Linked DNA regions of Rattus norvegicus: region 1 is linked to region 2. The links are chromatin contacts, called in public Hi-C maps. All regions are on one chromosome and are shown on one strand. The core of a region is the stretch at or near the end of the contact, and the rest is flanking DNA. Distances in the headings are between cores, read along the strand shown.

What was found. Hi-C and Micro-C count contacts between places; a contact is called where the count stands out from the background.
Region 1: a contact with region 2 is called in a Hi-C map of liver, with 5 times the contacts expected there. The contact joins the promoter of Atf7ip here to the enhancer-like site in region 2. A contact is called at or near these places in 9 of 12 Hi-C or Micro-C datasets (Schwann cells, frontal cortex, kidney and 4 more) and 1 of 1 datasets of contacts at active chromatin or transcription factors (oligodendrocytes).

What each region holds. Positions count from the first base shown.
Region 1 is chr4:171,115,677-171,118,376 of GRCr8, forward strand. Atf7ip (activating transcription factor 7 interacting protein) reads left to right here and starts at 1,446. Exons shown (of 15, transcript NM_001107893.2): 1 at 1,446-1,598. LOC102549638 (a long non-coding RNA gene) reads right to left here and starts at 1,646. Exons shown (of 4, transcript XR_010065976.1): 1 at 1,115-1,646.
Region 2 is chr4:171,066,789-171,069,753 of GRCr8, forward strand. No RefSeq gene overlaps it. Among named protein-coding and RNA genes, the nearest start is that of Atf7ip, 49 kb to the right of the region's middle. Within about 2 kb of position 1,368, at least 83 of the 93 cell types and tissues checked have an H3K27ac peak or open chromatin away from gene starts, as enhancers often do. A contact at or near this core is called in Schwann cells, liver and prefrontal cortex, where this site is marked.

The sequences.
Region 1 (2,700 bases), core at 196-2,695, 49 kb after region 2:
TTTTTGAAACATGGTTTCTCTATGTAGCCCTGGGTATCCTAGAACTTGCTCTGTAAACCAGGCTGGCTTTGAAGTCATGGATTTTCATGCCCTTGCCTTCGGGAGTGCTGGGATCACAAATCCCACCACATTTAAGCCATATGGATTACAGGGTATGAACAGAATTTGGGAGGAGGGGGGTGATGTGTTCATCTCATGGTTCTGGCAATTCTGGGTTGATGCTATCACCTAATAGCAGAGCCCTTGCCTAGCTTGTGGATGGGCTGGCACTGGAAAGATTCTGGATACTGTACCATATTTCATGTCCCCAGTGGGTTGCTTCTTCAATTTTAAATCCCTTGGGTTTGCCTGTTTAATGTCCTTTGTTGAAGAGTCAAGTACAGGACAGTAATTAAAGCTGTGAGCTTCTTTGGAGAGAAGAGTCTCAAGCTCCAGATGATCTGGGAGCCCATGGCCCCAGGTTGTCCTTGTTCTCTCAAGATCTCCCTCATCCTCCCTGAGTGCCGCTGGGAGTTGAGCCACATCTGCCTATGGGAGTATAGATTTCCTCAGCCCTGACAGCTACTTAAGTTTTGGAACACAGTGATTGCTTAAATTACTATTGAATAAATACTTTAAGGGAGAAATTAAGTTTAAGGGATTAAATTTCCCACCCATTTTTTTCCTGGCCCTTACTGATATACAAAAAGCATATTTAGGATCTTTTCTACAGTCTGAGTCAGTAATTGTTTGGTGGAACAGTAATTATTATCTGTATTTCAGAGATACGTGAGTTTATGAGGTGTGAGGGTATGACTGGTAGTACTTGCTCTGTTACAGATTACCCCCCCCCAAAGATGTTTATCTCCACCTCTTGTGATTAATACAATTAGTTTAGTGAACTTTAAGTGATACCTGTAAGCAACACTTGAGAGGTTGAGGCCGACTGATTTCAAATTCCAGACCTGTGTGGGCTACGTGGCAAGTTCAATGCTAGACTGAACTAAATTGCATGAATCTTCCTCAACATTACAAAACAAAAAGATAAAAATTAACAAAAATTAATGTTAATAATTTTCCGTACTCTAGGCTTCTAGACTTTATGGAAAAGTCTTTTCGCTTTTTAAGCACTCACCTACTTCTTTTCTCAAGTTTCATGGAGGGGTGGCTACTGAGGAATCTCCATGCAAAAACAAAACAAAACAAAAAAACACCTCGAGGATTAAAAAAGAGGCAACCGGAAAAAAATTCACCTCCGGACGCGATTGAAAAGACCGCAGCGCCACCACGGCAGACGGGCCTCATTTTTCAAGGCAGGAGGCGTGGCCAAAATCCCTCATTCAAATAAAAAACCAGGAGATTTGCATGGAGAATAGGCATCGCGCGCTCTCATTGGCCGATCGCGCAGTGGGTGGAGTACATAGTGCGCCCACGAAGCTCCGCCCCCACCTATTTGCATAACGGCCCCGGCGCGTGCTGGGGAGAAGCGGGTTTGTTTTTGAATCTGCGGTGGCGGCGAGTGGAGCGCACGGCTGAGACGGCAGCGTCCGGGACGGCTGCGCGGGACGGCTGCGTAGGAAGGAACTCGGGTCCCAGGCCCTCACCTCCCGCCCCCGAAGGTATATGCGAGTGCCAGGGGCTGTTCTAACCACAGTCGGCGAAATGACTATTGTATTTCGGAAGAGTCAAGACCGCATTATGGCGGCTGCGGGAGTTGAGTGTGCGCCTGCGCGGTTGCGAAGCTGCGGGCGGGCGCTGCATGGGAGCACGTGATCGCTGGGGGTCGGGCTCTAGCTGCAGTTGAGCAGCTGTCCGGGCGGTGGCTGCGCAAGCGCAATATTCATTTTCAAGAGCTAATGTTCTTGTTGGACGCCATTTGGGTTCTAGATTTAATTTTTCTCATTCTCGAGGGGGTTTCGTCTCGTGCCTCTTCTTTTCACATTTTCCGAGGGAAACGTTTCTCTCGTGTCTTAAACCTTCCCGCACCTCAAAATTCTTAGTTTCTCTGACTGTCTCACCGGTGCAGACTTGATTTTTTGGTACAAATTGTCTCTTGTGGTTCTCGATTATAATTTCACGTTTAGTTAGGTGTTTCTGGATTTGCATTGCATTAAGGGAGATAAGATCAGCACCTAGTGGTGTTCTCGGGGGAAGTGCATTTACTTCAGCTGCACTTTTGTAAATACATTTTTAACCCTGTGGTTACCAGTTCGCTTTTGGATGTGCAGTGTTTACAAAATAGAAACTTAGAAAAATAGAAACCATTTTATTTTTGTATTGTTTAGTTTCCGAGGAGAATTAGAAAATGTACAAATTGGGTTGAAATCTCAGTTTTTTCAGGTATTCTATCTTTTCTTTTAAAGAAAATATTTCATCTGGTCAATGAAGTTTTAATCCTGAACAGTTTGCCAAGTACTTGAATCTTTTGTTTTTAGTTTTAGTATTTTTTCAGTTATTTAAATATTAAAAATGAACTCGTTTTCTCATCATTTTGTAATGACGTATAAGCTATTATACCTGATACCGGTTTTTGATGAAGAATTTTACAAATAATTCCAAGTTATATTGAGGCCTTTATGTATTCAGGGAATCAATTAAAATTTTTGAGTTTTTAAAAAAATATGTGCACTGTAGTATATGTGTATGATTGTATGCTTTACATATTTTTTAGCTGTATATGTTCTGGTTTTAGTTTCTTAAAATAACTGGTGTGCTACTGAT
Region 2 (2,965 bases), core at 118-2,617:
GACAAGGCCTGTGTCCAGCTCCGCCAAGGTACTCTCCTTACGTGTCACCAAATGCACACATGCTGTACACACTTCAACTAAAAGCAACAGCAATGTCAGACAACACAGGCATGATGGTTACGTCTTTGACTATCCCTCCTTCCCTAGCTAGTTGTCCATCCGCTCCAGAGCGACTCCAGGAGCAAGCTGTCACCCAGTTGAACAGACGTGTAGGGTGTGCACTTTCTAAGGCCACACAGGGTTCAGAGGTTTCCCCAGGCTGCTTCCACCCCTCCCCCTTAGATATTTCCCAGGACTTTCAGGAGTTCCAGAACCTAAAGTCCAGGTCAGTCTCATTTGGATAGGAAAATGAGGGGAGTGGATTCCCTTCCCTTGAGTGTCCCCACATGGTTGGAATCTTCCAGAGTCAGCAGGAGATTGCCTGGAGACTTAGAAGCCAGTCTGCTGTGGGAGTGGGGGAGGGGCGCCCCGGAGTTCCTTTGTTGTATCTGTGGGTATCAGGAGTGCCCTTGAGATGTGGCGGGAGAAGCTAGAAGCTGGGAGAGCCAGGGCTGAAATGTTGAAATGCCATTCCCTTCTGTTCCTCTTAGACACCTGGAGAGACTGTTGGAACTCAGCCCACTTTGCATTATTTATGGGTGACATTTGAAGAACGGGAGACTTGTTACTGGCAGGCATGCTGTATCTGACGCTTAGTACACAAATGTGGACTGAGCACCTAAACGCCAACATGTATTATAACTGAGCTGGTACAGGTCCTATTTGTTCGTGTGGTTGTTGCTTGGCAAGAGATGGCTGTCTTTACCGAGAGCGACGCTCTTATTTGCAGATGTAACATGCTAAAAAGAGACTAGCAGGAGAAATAATCAGAAGCCCCACACAGTACCACGCATTTTATATCTTACACAAACCTAGCCACTGTACATCCCTGAGAACCAACTGCATGGCTGTTCCCATTTTAAAGGTGAGAAAAATAAAGTTCGAAGTAAGTAGGTAGTGGTACCGATCTATAACCCGTCAGAGAAAGACACTAGTTCCAAAATCCATGCTTTTAACCAGACACCATACCGCCACCCTGGTGCCAAATGCTTGCTTCTAAAGCGCCTACTATGTGACGACCTACTCTGGGTAGAGGACGTGGTCCTGGTGACGCTGATGATATAGGGTGGTTCCTGCCTTCAACAAGCTTCCAGTCTACTGACTTTTGTTTCAAGACAAATTCAGTCCTGGCAAGCACAGGGCTTTATTTTCGGACTCAAAGGCCATCTGGGAAATTTGAACTTCCGAGCATTCCCGTACAGTGCTGGGTGGGAGGAGGCCTGGAAACCGGGAGTGACCCGGTAACAGCAGGCACCATACAGGCTGACAGGCTGGCTGCCTGGAAATGGGCAGGGCCTGGCCCTGGGGAGCTGTAGCCATGGCAACCCAGCCTGTTTCCAGAACAATGTCTCCAGCCAGGAAAACAGCTCCCAGAGCCTTCCCTGTATAATCCCCGAAGCTGACTGAAGGCACAAAGGACTTCATTCTAGTGAGGCTCTCCATGCTTAGCCAGAACAAAGCCAGCCATTTGTTGTCTGGGGCCCTGCCTTTGTGTTGCGCTTGTGACAACATCCACAAAGCACAATGAATTTGTTCCTTTCCGCCACCCCTCTCGTTTATATCGTATTTATTGTAATTTTTCATTTAGCCCCATTTTACAGATGCAAGATCCACGAGCGTGAAGTGGCCTGATATCTAAGGCGAGCCTTAAAAACCCAGAGGCCTTTCAGGTTACTGGATGGTGGGCCCTGTCTTTGCCTGTTTTGCGTCAGGGTTTTCCAGACACACTGAAGAGAGGTCGTGTTCACGTCCTGGGGCACAGTGGCACTCGGAGGCTGTCCCTGGGCTCTCCCAGGCCAGCTCTCTGGGGACTGTGGCCCGCCCCTCCCCTCCCCCACACCGCGGCCCGCCCCTCCCCTCCCCACACCGCAACTGCAGCCACAGACGGAAGAGGAATGCGGAAGGCGGTCACGCCCGCCCCGCCCTGCAGGCCTCTGCACCAGCTGGTTTAGAAACTCTGGCTCACAACCTTGAGAAAAGACAGCCTACTGCTGCCTGTACTCCTCCAGGCCGCCCAGTGACTACTTCCTGTGCACTGAAGGTTGTCAACCACCGGTGCAGAGACAGGGTGTGACCTCCCTGAAATCGAGCAAAGGGGACAGCCTCCACCCTCAACACCAGAACACCAACAGATGTGAAAGTAATTAATAGGAGGACTGGGGAGATGGCTTGACTTCAATCTAAGCTCATAACCGAAAATACAATTATCCAGAAATGTCTACATTTATAAAGAATAGAGATATAAATTATGTCCTCGCAGAAGAAATGCGACTTCCAACACTGTATGGTAATAAAAGTCTTGCCCTGGCAAGTGTACAGGCACATACACACTTTTAGTCCCAGCGCAGAGGCAGGCGGAGTGTAAAGTCTACCAACCAAGTGAGTACCAGGAGAGCCAGGCCACACAAAGAAATCCTCTCTCGAGAAAAAAAGAAAAAGAAACAGAAACAAACAAAAAGAAAGAAAAAGGAAACTTAAAGTTGTTGTCTGGGGCCCTAAAAAGTTGGTGATAATGTGTGCACACAGGTAATCCCAACACTTCCGATGCTGAATCCGGAAGACTGGCAAGATTACCGGGCCAGCCTGGGCGGCATAGCAAGACCCTGTCTCAAAAAACACACCTTTGTGTGACGGAAAAACATGAAAGGAAAATAACTGTTGTTCCCCTAGGAACGCTTAAGGGTTTCAAACAATATTTTCCACCCAGTCGTTTCGAGGTTTCTTTGCTCTAAGGTAACTTACCAGTGAGAAACGTTTCCACCCAGCCCCAGAGGAACAATCGGGAATCACCCCCTTAGAGCCCTCAGAAGGCTTTCTTTCCTCTAAGTGCTTATGCTAAATTAAATCCTCAAGGCCAAACATAGTG